Linked DNA regions of Macaca mulatta: region 1 is linked to region 2. Evidence: chromatin contacts called from public Hi-C data. All regions are on one chromosome and are shown on one strand. The core of a region is the stretch at or near the end of the contact, and the rest is flanking DNA. Distances in the headings are between cores, read along the strand shown.

Evidence for each region. Hi-C and Micro-C count contacts between places; a contact is called where the count stands out from the background.
Region 1: a contact with region 2 is called in a Hi-C map of fetal cortex germinal zone, with 1.9 times the contacts expected there. The contact joins the promoter of TIMM9 here to the promoter of ARID4A in region 2. A contact is called at or near these places in 2 of 14 Hi-C or Micro-C datasets (fetal cortex germinal zone and liver).

Annotation. Positions count from the first base shown.
Region 1 is chr7:131,534,577-131,541,174 of T2T-MMU8v2.0, reverse strand. TIMM9 (translocase of inner mitochondrial membrane 9) reads left to right here and starts at 1,970. Exons shown (of 5, transcript XM_028851575.2): 1 at 1,970-2,113; 2 at 5,341-5,428. KIAA0586 reads right to left here and starts at 1,441. Exons shown (of 30, transcript XR_001446278.3): 1 at 671-1,441. TOMM20L (translocase of outer mitochondrial membrane 20 like) reads right to left here. Exons shown (of 5, transcript XM_028851573.2): 5 at 5,451-5,664. The coding sequence ends at 5,599.
Region 2 is chr7:131,419,997-131,427,399 of T2T-MMU8v2.0, reverse strand. It overlaps ARID4A (AT-rich interaction domain 4A), which reads right to left and starts at 3,224. Exons shown (of 24, transcript XM_015143784.3): 1 at 3,050-3,224; 2 at 1,895-1,957; 3 at 53-163. The coding sequence starts at 1,900. LOC144330261 (a long non-coding RNA gene) reads left to right here and starts at 3,624. Exons shown (of 4, transcript XR_013396282.1): 1 at 3,624-3,795; 2 at 5,927-6,046.

The DNA.
Region 1 (6,598 bases), core at 721-3,220, 120 kb before region 2:
CATGAAATATTTTAAAAGATAACCATACACTATTGGATGTGGACAATCTATGGGTAGAAATATGTATACGATGTAAAGGTCTAATTTAACAGCAGGACTATTTGAGTGTCACCGCTGTATCCCCTAACAAGCAGCATTATAAAAGCATTTTGCTGTTTTTGCTCACATATTCATTAATTTGATCCTCACAATTAGCAGCGAAGTGGGTAAAGCATATGTTATCCTTATTTTCACTGAGGTTTAGACAGATTAAGTGAACTGGAATACAGAAGCCATCAACTGGCAGAAGTCCTGCTTTTCCCACTATTAACAGAAAGTAGTGCATTAGGTAAAAAGTACTACTTCGGGGGAAAACTATAAAAAACACTAGGGGGGAAAATAAAGCACATTATACAAGTTAAGTGTATCCACCATAGATATAAACAAAAACAATATGCAAAAGTCAATGCCAAAAAAAAAAAAAAAAAGCACAACAGGAGACGTTAAAGTTTCATTCATTAGATCTATTCAAACATTTTATAGGCTTCCTGGCCATTTTCCCGGGAAACAGGGTCAGTTTTCAAACATCTGTACAAACTAGACTTATATCTTACGTCTGGGAATTTAAACAAATAAGGACTAAAGATTTACTAAGCTAAAACTGTTTGAAAAATTACATGGAATCACGTACCACATGATGTTCCATTCAAGCTAGTCCCCGTTCCAACAGGAAGACGTTTATTTGCAGACAATGCCGGAGGAACACAGGGCAACTCATCTTTCAGCAAAACCAAATGATCTCCATGATTTTGAGAAACTACCTCACGAAGTCTCTTCGCTGGCATCTTAATCCTTTTTTTCTTCTCCAAGCTGACCTCAGAGCCTTTCATATTGTTGGTCACAAAACAAGTCCCACACTTATGGACGGAAAAACTTTCTCTGTGTCCTTAAGACTTCAGAACAAAATTTTCACCTCTTTGCAATGAACTGTTCTTAAAATGTCGAAATAGAACATCCACAAAGCTGAAAATCTAAATTTTGGTATTGAATCCAGGATTAGAGATGACTATAAAGTCCTATTTACCCATTAATCCCACTTAGTCTATTAATACACCACGCCAAAATGTGAAAGTGGGGATGCCAAGAGAATGGCCACAGGAGCAACAATAACCATTAACAGTGCACTCCCCAATCCCAGAGCTGGTAGGGCAAAACCAAACAGATGTAGAGGAGGGCTTAAAATTTGTTAAGAGGCAGTCAAGCAGATAAAACTGAAATGCTATTTTTAAAATAATGACCCACATAAGAAGCGTAATAGCTTTCTTCAGCCACAGAGTCTTACACACCCCTCCAGATGCAATCGTCGGAAACATAAATTCATCCCTACGTGTCTCCAGGACGCCAGAGACCCGCGCAGTCACGGGTATAATCTGACAATAACTTCAGTTGCCCGCAGGTCAACACCCACTTCCCTTCAAACCCGCCCTTGAGACACAACACGCATGCGCGCCAACAAACTCACCCAAAACATCCAACCAGAAAGCTAAGCGCTCGCTGGTGCTCTTCCATCCCTCTCCGGGCGGAAACAAACTCCGGACATAACGGAGGCTTATTTATTTATTTATTCATTCATTCATTCATTCATTTATTTATTTAAAGGTAGCACATTGCCGCACAAGATCGCGCTACAGTCTCATCTGAAACTTGAAGAGCTCCCGACTTGTAATACTACTTGTGTTTATCGGGGGCTGTTTACACTGCTTCGCTTCCGAAGACCGTTAGGGACGTGGGATTAGGTAAATTAGGCTTCCAAATAATTTCGACAGATTCGGGTCGTTATTGGAGAGGAAGTCGGGAATAGAAAGCATTGTCTAAGCAGACAATCACAGAGATCAATCCTTAGCAGATTTTAGAATTCGCTGATGGTACGTGCATTTTCTTCTAGATTTCCTCTCGTTATAACGAATCGGCGTCTAAGGGTTTAAGTGTCACTTGACATCACTGCTCCCACGTGTTCTTTCCCATCTGGCGGCCGCGGCTCCTGTCCTGACCCTGACCCGCCCTCCCGAGGCTCAGCCGTCCCCCAACGCCCCCCAGCCTTGCACTGATGTCGGATGCGAGAGCCTGTGCTTAAGTATGGTGCCTGTTCTCTGCCGTGAGAATCCGGGATTCCCGGGCGGGGGGTGGCAGGCTACGCTCCAGAAAATTGGCGGGGTCTCCCGAGGAGGCCGGCGCATGTACTTGGGGCAGTGGGGGGTGCGAAGCGGGACAGCGCTTCGCCAGGTCCGGTGCAGACCTTCCTGGGGATGGTGTCACCTGGGCGAGGGTAGGAACTTTAGGCCCTGAGCCACCCCCAACCTGGATCTGGGGAGTCGGGGGTCTTGTTTTGGGACACTGAATTAGACTATAAGATATTTACGCTGTGACCTTGAGCTGCCCGGTGGATGATCCTCCTTTAAATGAAAATCGTCTCTAGACATACCAGGTCTAACAGCCCTTACCTGATCTGTTCATTTCCCAGCATGCGCTACTTAGAGTTTTCCCTTTATGCCTTACTAGAGGCTTTAGAATAATCAAAGCAAAAAATGTAATCCGATCTAAAAGCTAAATGACGAATTTTATTTCTGTTACATCTCGGCGATCTAGTTTCATAGAAGTCTAGACTTAAAATGGAATTTCAGGTCCGAGCGCGGTAGCTCACGCCTGTAATCCCAGTACTTTGGGAGGCCAAGGCGGGCGGATCACCTGAGGTCAGGGGTTCGAGATCAGCCTGGCCAGCATGGTGAAACTCCGTTTCTAATGAAAATACAAAAAATTAACTGGGCATGGTGGCGCGCGCCTGTAGTCCCAGCTACTCAGGAGGCTGAGGCAGGAGAATTGCTTGAACCCGGCAGGTGGAGGTTGCAGTGAGCCGAGATCGCGCCGTTGCGCTCCAGCCTGAGTGAGAGAGCAAGGCTGTCTCAAAAAAAAAAAAAAAAAAAAAAAACTGTAAGGGCTCAGCGTTAAAGAACCTTTTAATTATTTGTACCTTGCTGAGTTTCTCTAATTAATGAGGGGGTTTTTTTTTGAGACAAAGTCTTGCTCTGTCGCACAGGCTGGATTGCAGTGGCGCGATCTTGGCCCACTGCAACCTCCGCCTCTCAGGTTCAAGAGATTTTTCTGCCTCAGACCTCCTGAGTAGCTGGGATTACAGGCGCCCGCCACCATGCCCAGCTAATTTTTTTTGTATTTTTATTAGAGACGGGGTTTCACCATGGTGGCCAGGCTGGTCTCGAACTCTTGACTTGGTGATCCACCAGCCTCGGCCTCCCAAAGTGCTGGTAATTACAGACGTGAGCCACCGCGCCCAGCCATTACTTTTTATTTTAGTTACATTTTCCCTTCTTAATTGGGCTCATAGCTGGTACCTGTTTGTTCACAATTTATTGCATATTATGAGTGTACTGAAAGAACTACAATGTCACAGCTGCCAGAGACCTTGGAGATAGTTTAACTCTTACTTTCTAGGTGATACTTATTTGAAAGAAACAGTGACCTAAGATCTGAGTGTAGGCACTCTGAATTATTAAAATGACAACTTAATTTGGATCTTACAGCTCTTTGTCATGACTCTTTAGTTCCTCTTCCCCCAACCCCTGCGCCCCCACCCCCCACCCCCACCCCCCGCCCAGAGACTGGGTCTTGCTCTGTCATGATCATAGCTCACTGCAGCCTTGAACTCCTGAGCTCAGGCAATCCTCCTGTCTCAGCCTCCTGAGTACCTAGGACTACAAGCACTTGCTACCACACTGGCTAATTTTTTACTTTTTGGTAGAGACTAGGTCTTGCCTTATTGCCCAGGCTTATTTTCTTTCCTTTGTGTGTTTGTTTTTTTTGTTGTTTTTTTTGAGATGGATCTTTGTTGCAAAGGCTGGAGGGCGGTGGCACAATCTCAGCTCACTGCAACCTCTGCCTCCCGGGTTCAAGCGATTCTTCTGCCTCAGCCTCCCAAATAGCTGGGATTACAGGCACCCGCCACTCCGCCCAGCTAATTTTTGTGTTTTTATTAAGATGGGGTTTCACCATGTTGGCCAGGCTCGTCTGGAACTCCTGACCGCATGTGATCTGCCTACCTCGGCCTCCCAAAGTGCTGGGATTACATGCATGAACCATCGTGCCTGGCTTTATTTTCTTACCCCAAATCAGCCCTCTCAACCCCTTTTCTTTATGACTGATACTTTTCAAAAGACCAGTCAGGTTGTCTTACAAATTGTTCCATGTTGTAGATTTTCCTGATTATTCCCTCATGATTAGAGCGTATCAAACTTTTGGCCAGAATACCACATAGGTGATGCTATCTTACTGCATCTCACCAGGAAACACCTAATGTTGGCACCCATGTTTGTGATGCTAGGTTTTATGACTTAGCTTATACTTTTTTTCTTTGAGACAGGGTCTCTTGATCTGTCACCCAGGCAAGAGAGCAGTGGCTTGATCATGGCTCACTGCAGCCTCGAGCTCCTGGGCTCAAGTGATCCTCCTGCCTCAGCCTCCTGAGTAGCTGGGACTACAGGCACACACCACCATGCTGGCTCATTTTTGTATTTTTGGTAGAGATGGGGTTTTGCCATTTTGCCCAGGCTGGTGTAGAACTTATGGGCTCAAGCTGTCCACCCAACTCAGCCTCCCAAAATGCTGGGATTGAGCCACTGCACCTGGTCAGTCACTTAGCTTATAACATATATTTGGCTATTTGGAAAATATTTTTAGATAGATGATATATGCCATAATAGCTTATAAGACATTTCATAGGTCTTAAATAGGTCATTTTATAGGTGCAATGGGGAAAATACTGGATTTTGAAGTCCAAACACCTTAGTTAGGCTGCAGCTGCCCAGTTACTATCTGTATAAGTGACCTCATGTAAGTTTCTTAAGATTTCTGAACCATCCCTCCCAGAATTAGTAGGAAAATCATAAGGGAAGTGTAATGTATACTTATACCTGGACAAATAAGGATAGCATGACATTAAGTATTTTTTTTAATAGTAACACATATGCCAAAGAATTGTAACCTCAGACTAGAGGAAACTAATTTCACTTACTAAAAAGGAAGAAACTTAAAAAAAAAAAGATTAGCCAATAGAAGTTTACATTTCATTGAAAAGACTATTAGAACTTGAAGGAGCCGGGCGCGGTGGCTCATGCCTGTAATCCCAGTTCTCAGGGAGGCAGAGGCGGGAGGATAGCTTGAGCCCAGGAGTTCGAGACCTGCCTGGGTAATATAGCGAGACCCGTTCTCTACAAAAAGGAAAAAAAAAAAAAGGACAAAAAAAAAAAGAACTTGAAGGGGACTTAGTAATCATATTACCTCATTTTTCAGGTAAGAATCAGGCCTTACTGGAGACATTCAAGCAAAGGTTGGACAACTACTTTTCCAGAACAGAAACGAAACTCATGCATCAGAAAAGGTTTGAGCTTGATGACTGAAAAGATCTCCCATTATTCTTAAGTTCTCTGGTTCTATGATATATTTTGTTTGTCACAAGAATAACAGCATCACTGTAGTCATTCCTGAGATCTAAGCCAGTGATTCTTGAATTCGCTTCTTTCTTCTCTCCTCCAGGTTTCAGGGATATAATCAGAAGGTAACCCCTGATGGGTCTTTGCTGCTATAACAGCAAACATTTGCTGTAATATCTGGAAACTAGGATCAAATAAAAGGACAACCACATTACTGCTATCTGTTCTTACCATCAGGTGGTTTATGTGGCTGGTGGAATTTGTCAGTCTAAGCTTACTATTAAATAACTGCAAAGTGAATAGTGAAAGATTTAGAAGACCTCAAATTAGCAAGTAACTCTGAAAATCATTTATTTACTCAGTCATCTCCAGTATTTTCTCTGAACCAGTTGCCTACAATTATGTATACCATAATCTTTTTTTTTTTTTTTTTTTTTTTGAGACAGAGTCTTGCTCTGTCACCCAGGCTGGAGTGCAATGGCACAATCTTGGCTCACTGCAGCCTCTGCCTCCCAGGTTCAAGCAATTCTGCCTCAGCCTCCCGAGTAGCTGGGACTACAGGCGCCCACCACTATGCCCAGCTAACTTTTGTATTTTTAGTAGAGACGGGGTTTCACCATGTTGACCAGGCTGGTCTCGAACTCCTGACCTCAAATGATCCACCCGCCTCAGCCTCCCAATGTGCTGGGATTACAGGTGTGAGCCACTGTGCCTGGCCTATACCGTAATCTTGATAGATACTGGTGACTACAGAGGATAGCTTTAGCGATTTAAGCAGACATAAGAAAACTGCTGATTATTAGCTCTTGAGTTCAACTGTAGGTCTGGAAAAAACAAAACAACAACAACAACAAAAATGAAATTGGTCTGGGCGCGGTGGCTCATGCCTGTAATCCCAGCACTTTGGGAGGCTGAGGTGGGCGGATGACCTAAGGTCGAGAGTTCAAGACCAACCTGGCCAACATGGTGAAACCCTGTCTCTACTAAACAAAAATTAGCCAGGTGTGGTAGTGCATGCCTGTAATCCCAGCTACTCAGGAGGCAGAAGATATAGTGAGCTGAGATTGCGCCACTGCACTCCAGCCTGGGTCACAGAGTGAGACTCTTGTCTCAAAAAT
Region 2 (7,403 bases), core at 1,975-4,474:
AAATTTCTTCAATCTACAGCTAATAAAACTATTGCATAAAAACAAATATTACCTTAACTTTCACCAGCCTTTTCACAGTCTTAATTTTTGCCTCACAGAAGGCACCCCGGTACTTGGCACTGACATCAGTTCCCACTGTCAGGTAGGCAGGCTCATCCGCCGCCTGGTGAAAGGAACATAAACTGTGAATGTCATTACTATGCCTCCCTGCTCTAACTTCAAGTCTCATTAAAAGGTTGTGTTTGAAGCATGAAAAATAACAAAATGATTTGCTTATTAATATCACTGAAAATTTGAAAAATACCCGAAAGCAAACACTTGATGAGCAACCTTTCATTTTATAGACTGATGTCCTGATACGATAAAATGTTTTAAAGTTGTAATTCAAAATTATCAGTGAGTAAATATAATGTTTTTTTTTCCAGATACAAAATTTTTCAAAAATTCTATTTATATAAGCAGAAAAATAAAAAAATCAGAAAAAATATTTCATATTACACATATCATAAAACTAAGTTATTCATTTAGAGCTTCCTGAAATTTTGCAAATTAAAATAAATATTGCTACTAACATTAACACTAACAATATATAATTGTTTATTGACAAAGGTACATAAAGGTAACATCTTTTCATAAGGAGAGTATCAATTTGGAAAATTCATTTGCTAAAACCTGCATTTGAAAGGTTTTAAGTCTGAATTCAGCTGATGAATGCAGATATGAACCGATGGTTCAAGATCTGTAGACGTACCTAGTTTACCACACTGATCTTCCTAGTATAAAAAAACAAGCGTTACTAAGAAACATCTACTTTCAGCAAATGGACATGACCAGAATGATACATAGAATGATGCAAGAAATTTCACTCTACCATTCATTTTAATCTTTACAGTAACAGGATGATTGCTATCTCAATCTGTCATTTTACCTTTTTTTTTTTCAGAAGTTAAAGTGTATCCATACAAGTTCAACTTAACATTGTTAAGTGCAAAGTTAACAGTGTACACTTTGGAGATAACGTTTTTAAGTAGAAAATGATTTTTTGTTTTCTAATAAGTTTTCCCAAGTAATATTAAAGAATGTTAAATATGTCATTTACTTGGAGAAAATAGAAAACCATGAGAAAGTTTGGGAAAATGCTATATTTCAGAGCTTAATATACTGAAACAGTAAATAAGACAGGAATTGGCTACCTTTTAAGAACGTTTACAAAAAATACAAATTGAATAGGAATGCTTTTGGCAAATAAAAATCTGACCTGAAACATTCAATGGCCACAGCATTCAAGAATGCTATATGAGATCCTTTCCCTTTAACCATCCACATATTGATATTTGCAGTCATCCTCAGTAGAATATGTATCTTTTTAGAATAAGTATATGTTTTAAAATATTTACTGGAAAGATTTAACTGAAACTATTATTATAGTTCAACTTCAAATATTTTAGCCACATAAGTTCACTTTACACACAGAAGAAATGACACCTTCTTTACTTAATTACTTAATCCACGTACTCTTTCTTTTACAAAATCGCATTGGCACTGAGGAAGAAAAAAATTTTCGAAAAATCCCCCAAAGAACCAAAGCAGGACAAAAGCTTTACTTCTGCAAAGGTTGCTGCCAACACAGGAAGTGTTTAAAAATACTATCCGAATGGACAACAATTGAAAGGCTGCACCAGCCTTTCCAAAGTACTGCCACAGAGAGGGCCCAAACTCCGCATTTAGACACACAGATCATTTCTCACCCATTCAACACATCCTCCTATGCCGAAACTGCTGATCAGTAGGAACATCAATTTTGAGGAGCAAAACAAATGACATTCCACGGCACTAGCCTTACGACTGGCAGTGTCCAAGGCGCGAGGATCGGGGCAGCGTTGACTCCACTTACCTTCATTTTTGTTGGTGATCTGTGGGGTTCCAGCTCAGCGAGCTATCGTCGCAGTCGCTAGAACTACGGGGAGGGGGAAAGAGGCACAGACAGAATCAGTCAACTGCGGGGAGCGACCAAGGGAAAGAAAGTAAACAAACGCCAGCGGGGAGGGGCAGAATCCTCACCAGCCAAGGAACAAGACCCCTTCTGAGGGCAGCCAGGATGCAGGAGCGGAGGGGGCAACGAGAACCCCACGCGCGCCAAAGGGCAGCCCGTTCCGCCCCGGAGCTTGCCAGAGGCCCACCGCGCCCCCGCCTCGCTGGCCACTTTGACCCGGAATGCTGAACTCGGAGCCCCAGGACAGATAGCTCCGGAAAAGGGCAGGGCGCCGTTCGGGCTTCCCCAGGTCCCCCGCGGAGGCGACCGCCGAGCCTCCGCACCGCTGTCCCCTGGATACCCCGACTTCGGCCCGCGCCCCGCCTCCGCTGCTCGGCCCCCTCGGCCCGCCCCGGGCCCGCGGTGGCGGCAGCGGAGTGTCACGGCGCCATTGCTCTCCTTCCTTTGCTCTGCACCATATCAGGAAGGAGAAGCGCTCCTTCACCCAAAGGGGCAGGGGCCGCGGCCTTCAGCCGGGAGCCGCCAGAGCCCCGGGAGACCCGCGCGGGGGAGGGGGCGGGGGACTGAGGGGAGGAGGAGGGGAGGTGGCCCGGACAGGGTGTGGGAGGGGAGGGGAGCCGCACCGCAGCAGCCGCTGCCTCCTCCCAGCGCCCGCCTCAACTTTTTGTACAGCCCAGAGACGTATCAGCTCGCAGCCCCTCGAGTCCTGCCACGGACTCCGCAGAGGTGGACGCGCCGCGGAGTTGGGGAACGGCTCCCCCAAGCAGCCCGCTCCTCACGGCGCGGAAGCAAACTTAGCGGCGCGGCCAGCCCCACAGCCATTTTCCCGGGAACCCGGGGAAGCGGACGAGGCGGCTGCAGCTGCGGCGGCGGTTCCTGCAGTTGCTGCCGCTGCTCCATGGCTGGCCCCTTCTCTTGCGCTCGCCGCGCCACTTGCCTAGCATCCCTCTCCCCACCTCCGAAGCTTCCAACTGCACCGGGACCCCGGGCAGCAGCAGCTGCTGCCACTGCCGCTTCATCCATTCAGTATCCCCCGATTCCCCTCTCCCCGCCTACCAACTGCGGGTGAAGTGCGCACTGTCAGCTCCAGAGTCCTCCTCCCCTCTGACCTCCGTGGGCCCCCGTCCGGGCAGCACCACTCCCAACCGCGGCTGCAGTTCCTGCGCCCGGTTCCCCACTCGCCCCGATTTACTGCCACAATCCACCGAATAACAAGCTGTTGAGCAGACTCGCTTCTACACGAACTCCTATTGGCTGTTCATGACGCCGAAGAGCTTCGGATAGGACCTCGCTACCTGCCGTCCTCATTGGATGTAGCTCTGAAACTTCATGGATTGGTGCGAAAAACAGCAGGTAGGACATCTTCCACTTATGATTGGCTTTTTCCGAAGACCAACGTTATTGGAGAGTTGGTTATTGAGTAAGCAAGTCTTGAGAAATGATTGGTAGAGACGACTCCGGATGTGCTTGACTGGGCACTGATTGGTGAATTGAGGGGTCAGGAAGAGCAGTTCGGCACGAGGATTGGCGGCGGAGTGTCCCATGGAAACGGAACCCAGAATTGCAGCCAGGGGCTTGCACGGGGGCGGGGCAGGGTCTTTCCAAGGCGCCTGCGCTAAACCAGGTTCTCGGCGCCATTTTGTCTCGGCAGCGGTCGCCGTAGCTCCATCGCATTTTATGTTTCTGGCAAGAAGGGAACGGAGTTTTCATCAGGTAGATTGGTTTTTGTGCGTCCGTCCTCCACCGTTTCCTCCAGGACAGCACCTAGTCTTGGCCGGAGGAGTCTCAGAGCTGTCAGAAAGGTCAGTTGGAGGCTATGGTTGTCCGATTGACTGGGGGGGATGGCGCAGCCCTAGCGGCACCGGCACCGGAAGTGAAGGGGCCGCAGGAAGCCATGGTAAAAGTTCTCCTTGCGGCGGGGTGGGGAGAAGGGGCGGGATGAATGGGGGCGAGGCTTCCTCTCCCGCCGAGAGAAAGAGGTGGAGGAGAGGCAAAAGTCTTTCTTGGCGGTGCTTTTTCGGGCTTTCGAGAATGTGAGAGATTTTCTGAATTCTGCCTCTGTCTGAGCAGTCTTTCCTGTCTTTGGAAGTGCATTTTGGATACTTGCCATATTCTCCACCTGATTGGCACAAACTATGGGAGTCTCCTTAGTTAAGACAGGTCAGAAGTGATTCTTGGAAACATTCTGCATGGGTAGAGGTTTCCGCGTGCTCCTCACGCGAAAAAGCTATGAGGAAACTGGAGAAAGCGCTGGCTTTTTGGATGCTGAGGAATTTACTTGCCAGCACAGACGGTGCTTCTGTGACCTTAGACAAGCGTCTGTGTCACTCTGCGCGAGGCTTATGCTGCTTTTTGAAAGGAAAGATTGGTTGTGCAGGGACTGAAAACATCTTAAAAGGACGTCCCCGATAAGATAGACGTTGGTCTTGTTCTGTTAACATTTTGTATTCTGTTAAACGAAACATATTTTTAAATAGTGGAATTGGAGTATAAATTGGCTAGTTGTTTTATAGAATGGAGTAATTTTTTAAATGTGACATAGCGTCCGTAATCCACGTGGACTAAGATTTCTCAGTAAGAAAACTAAGCAGAATCAGTTTTTTATTCGTAACAGTGATTTTGCTCAAAAGTATTCATAAAAAAGTGAAAGGCATGTTGGCATTTCTAGTGAGTGACCTAGTCATACTGGATAGATCCCAATAGTTACCCTCAGTACCTCTGTTTTAAACCCTGCTGCTGTATTGGTGGGGCCCAAGACTAGAAAATGATTGTGTGACTTAACAGTGACTGGGTTTTTTGGCAGTCGTGCTGAAAAAAAACAGAACATCTCGGTGATTACTGAGGTGAGTCATAATGTCTAAAAATCCTTAGAATTGCGGGAGACCACCTGGAAAAACTTTATGTGGATTAGTAAAGGAATACTAGAATGGAAAAAAGGGTAGTTGAAAGATGTTTTGTTAGGTCAGATTCAAATGAGTCTGTAATTAGCTTCCTGGTGTAATATTTTAGAATGAAATCGGAAAATTAGGACATCCTTATGGACTTGTTTACCCATTTTCGTGGTTCTTATTTCTGGACTTTGAAGTACCTAATGTTTTTATCATAAAACATTATGCGTATTTTTGAGATTCCTCCCCGCCCCCGCCTATTTAAAAATTTCTTATATAGAAAAGATCTTGTAAATAGGAGTGTTTAGGAGTGAAGCAGGTTTTTTGGTTTTGTTTTGTTTTGTTTTTGAGACAGAGTCTCTCTGTCATCCAGGCTGGAGTGCAGTGGCGCAATCTCGTAGGAGTGAAGTTTTTTAAAAGAGCTTATAAAACAATGTATTACTGAACTTTTTAGAGGGTAAGAATCTATAATTCCACTATCAAAGTCTAAACTGTTATTATGGAATCCAAATAATGGATGGACATTTGGAAATTACTAAAAAGCCCAAAGAAGAATACAAAAATCTCTTCCCTCCACCAAAAGGTAGTTACAGTTTTTACTATAGTTAAATATTATACAAAAGGATTTGTCTTTTTTGTGTTGTTTTACAAAATATTCTAGTTTTGTTCATGTTCTTACCATTATTTTTCTTTATCGAAAACATTGGGAACATTGGAAATATTTTATCGTAAAGCATCTTTTATGTCTTCGTAGTGTGTTGTGGGATAAATATACCGTAATTTATGTAACCTGTTTACCTGTATATAATGGCAGAAATATGTCAACGAATATCCTTGTACATGTTTTGCAAAATATTGTCTTAGAAAGTCATTGCAAAAGTAATCGTGGTTTTTGCATTATTGGAGTTTGCCATTTGATGTTGGACTACATTGTTAAATAAATGTGGTTATGTTATATATCATTTTAATGGGCATTTCTTACTTTGTTTTTTTGGTAATGACTTACTACTTGCTGTTCATTTTATTTTATTTTATTTTATTTTAGGGACAGTTGCGCTCTTTCACCAGGCTGGAGTCAGTGGCGCAGTCTCGGCTCACTGCAACCTCCTCCTCCCGGGTTCAAGCGATTCTCCTGCCTCAGCCTCCTGAGTAGTTGAGACTGCAGGCACGTGCCACCACACCGGCTGATTTTTTGTATTTTTAGTAGAGAAGGGGCTTCACCAGGTTAGCCACGATAGTGTCGATCTCTTGACCTCATGGTCTGCCCGCCTCAGCCTCCTAGAGTGCTGGGATTACAGGTGTGAGCCACGTGCCCAGCCTTCATGTTTATTTTAGATTATGAAAATGATGTTAGACAAAAAAAAAATTGGAGCAGTTTTCTTATTTGAGTTAAAAATGGGTTGTAAAACAACAAGAAACACCGTATCAGCAATGCATATGGCTCAGGAACTGTTAACGTACAGTGCAGTGGTGGTTCAAGGTTGGTTGGTTTGTTTTGAGATAGAGTCTTGCTCTTTCAGGCTGGAGTGCAGTGGCATGATCTTGGCTCGCTGCAACCTCCACCTCTGGGTTCAAGCCGTTCTCCTGCCTCAGCCTCCCTAGTCGCTGGGATTACAAGTCCGCACCACCATGCCCAGCTAATTTTTGTGTTTTTAGTAGAGACGGGGTTTCACCATCTTGGCCAGGCCGGTCTCGAACCCCTGACCTCGTGATCCACCTGCCTTGGCCTTCCAAAGTGCTGGGATTACAGGCTTGAGCCACTGTGCCCGGCCGGTTCAAGAAAGTTTGCAAAGGGGAGGAGAGTCTTGAAAATTAGGAGCATAGTGACTGGTCGCCAGAAGTTAATAACTACCAGTTGAGAGCAATCAGCGAAGCTGATCCTCTTACAACTACTTGAGATGTTGCCATAAATAACTCAATGTGGACCATTCTACAGTCCTTCGGCATTTAAAGTAAATTGAAAAGTGAAAAAGCTGGATAAGTGGGTGCCTCATGAACTGACTGAAAAAAAAAATCATTGTTTTGAAGTGTCGTTTTCCCTTATATTACACAACAACAAACCATTTCTTGGTCGGATGTTGATGTGCGAGAAAAAGTGGATTTTATATGACAACCGGTGATGGCCAGCTCAGTGGATGGACTGAGAAGATGCTCCAAAGCCAGTCTTGCACCAAAAAAAGGTCATGGTCACTGTTCTGTGGTCTGCTGCTGGTCTGATCCACTATAGCATTCTGAATCCCGGGGAAACCATTACATCTGAGAAGTATGCTCAGCAAATCGATGAGATGCACCAAAAACTGCAATGCTTGCAGTCAGCATTGGTCAACAGAAAGAGGCCCAATTCTTCACAATGCCCTTCCGCGTGTTGCACAACCAGTGCTTCAAAAGTTGAACAAATCGGACTGTGACATTTTGCCTCATCCACCATATTCACCTGACCTCTCTCCAACTACCACTTCTTCAAGCATTGCCACACCTTTTTGCAGGGAAAACACTTCCACACTAGCAGGATGCAGAAAATG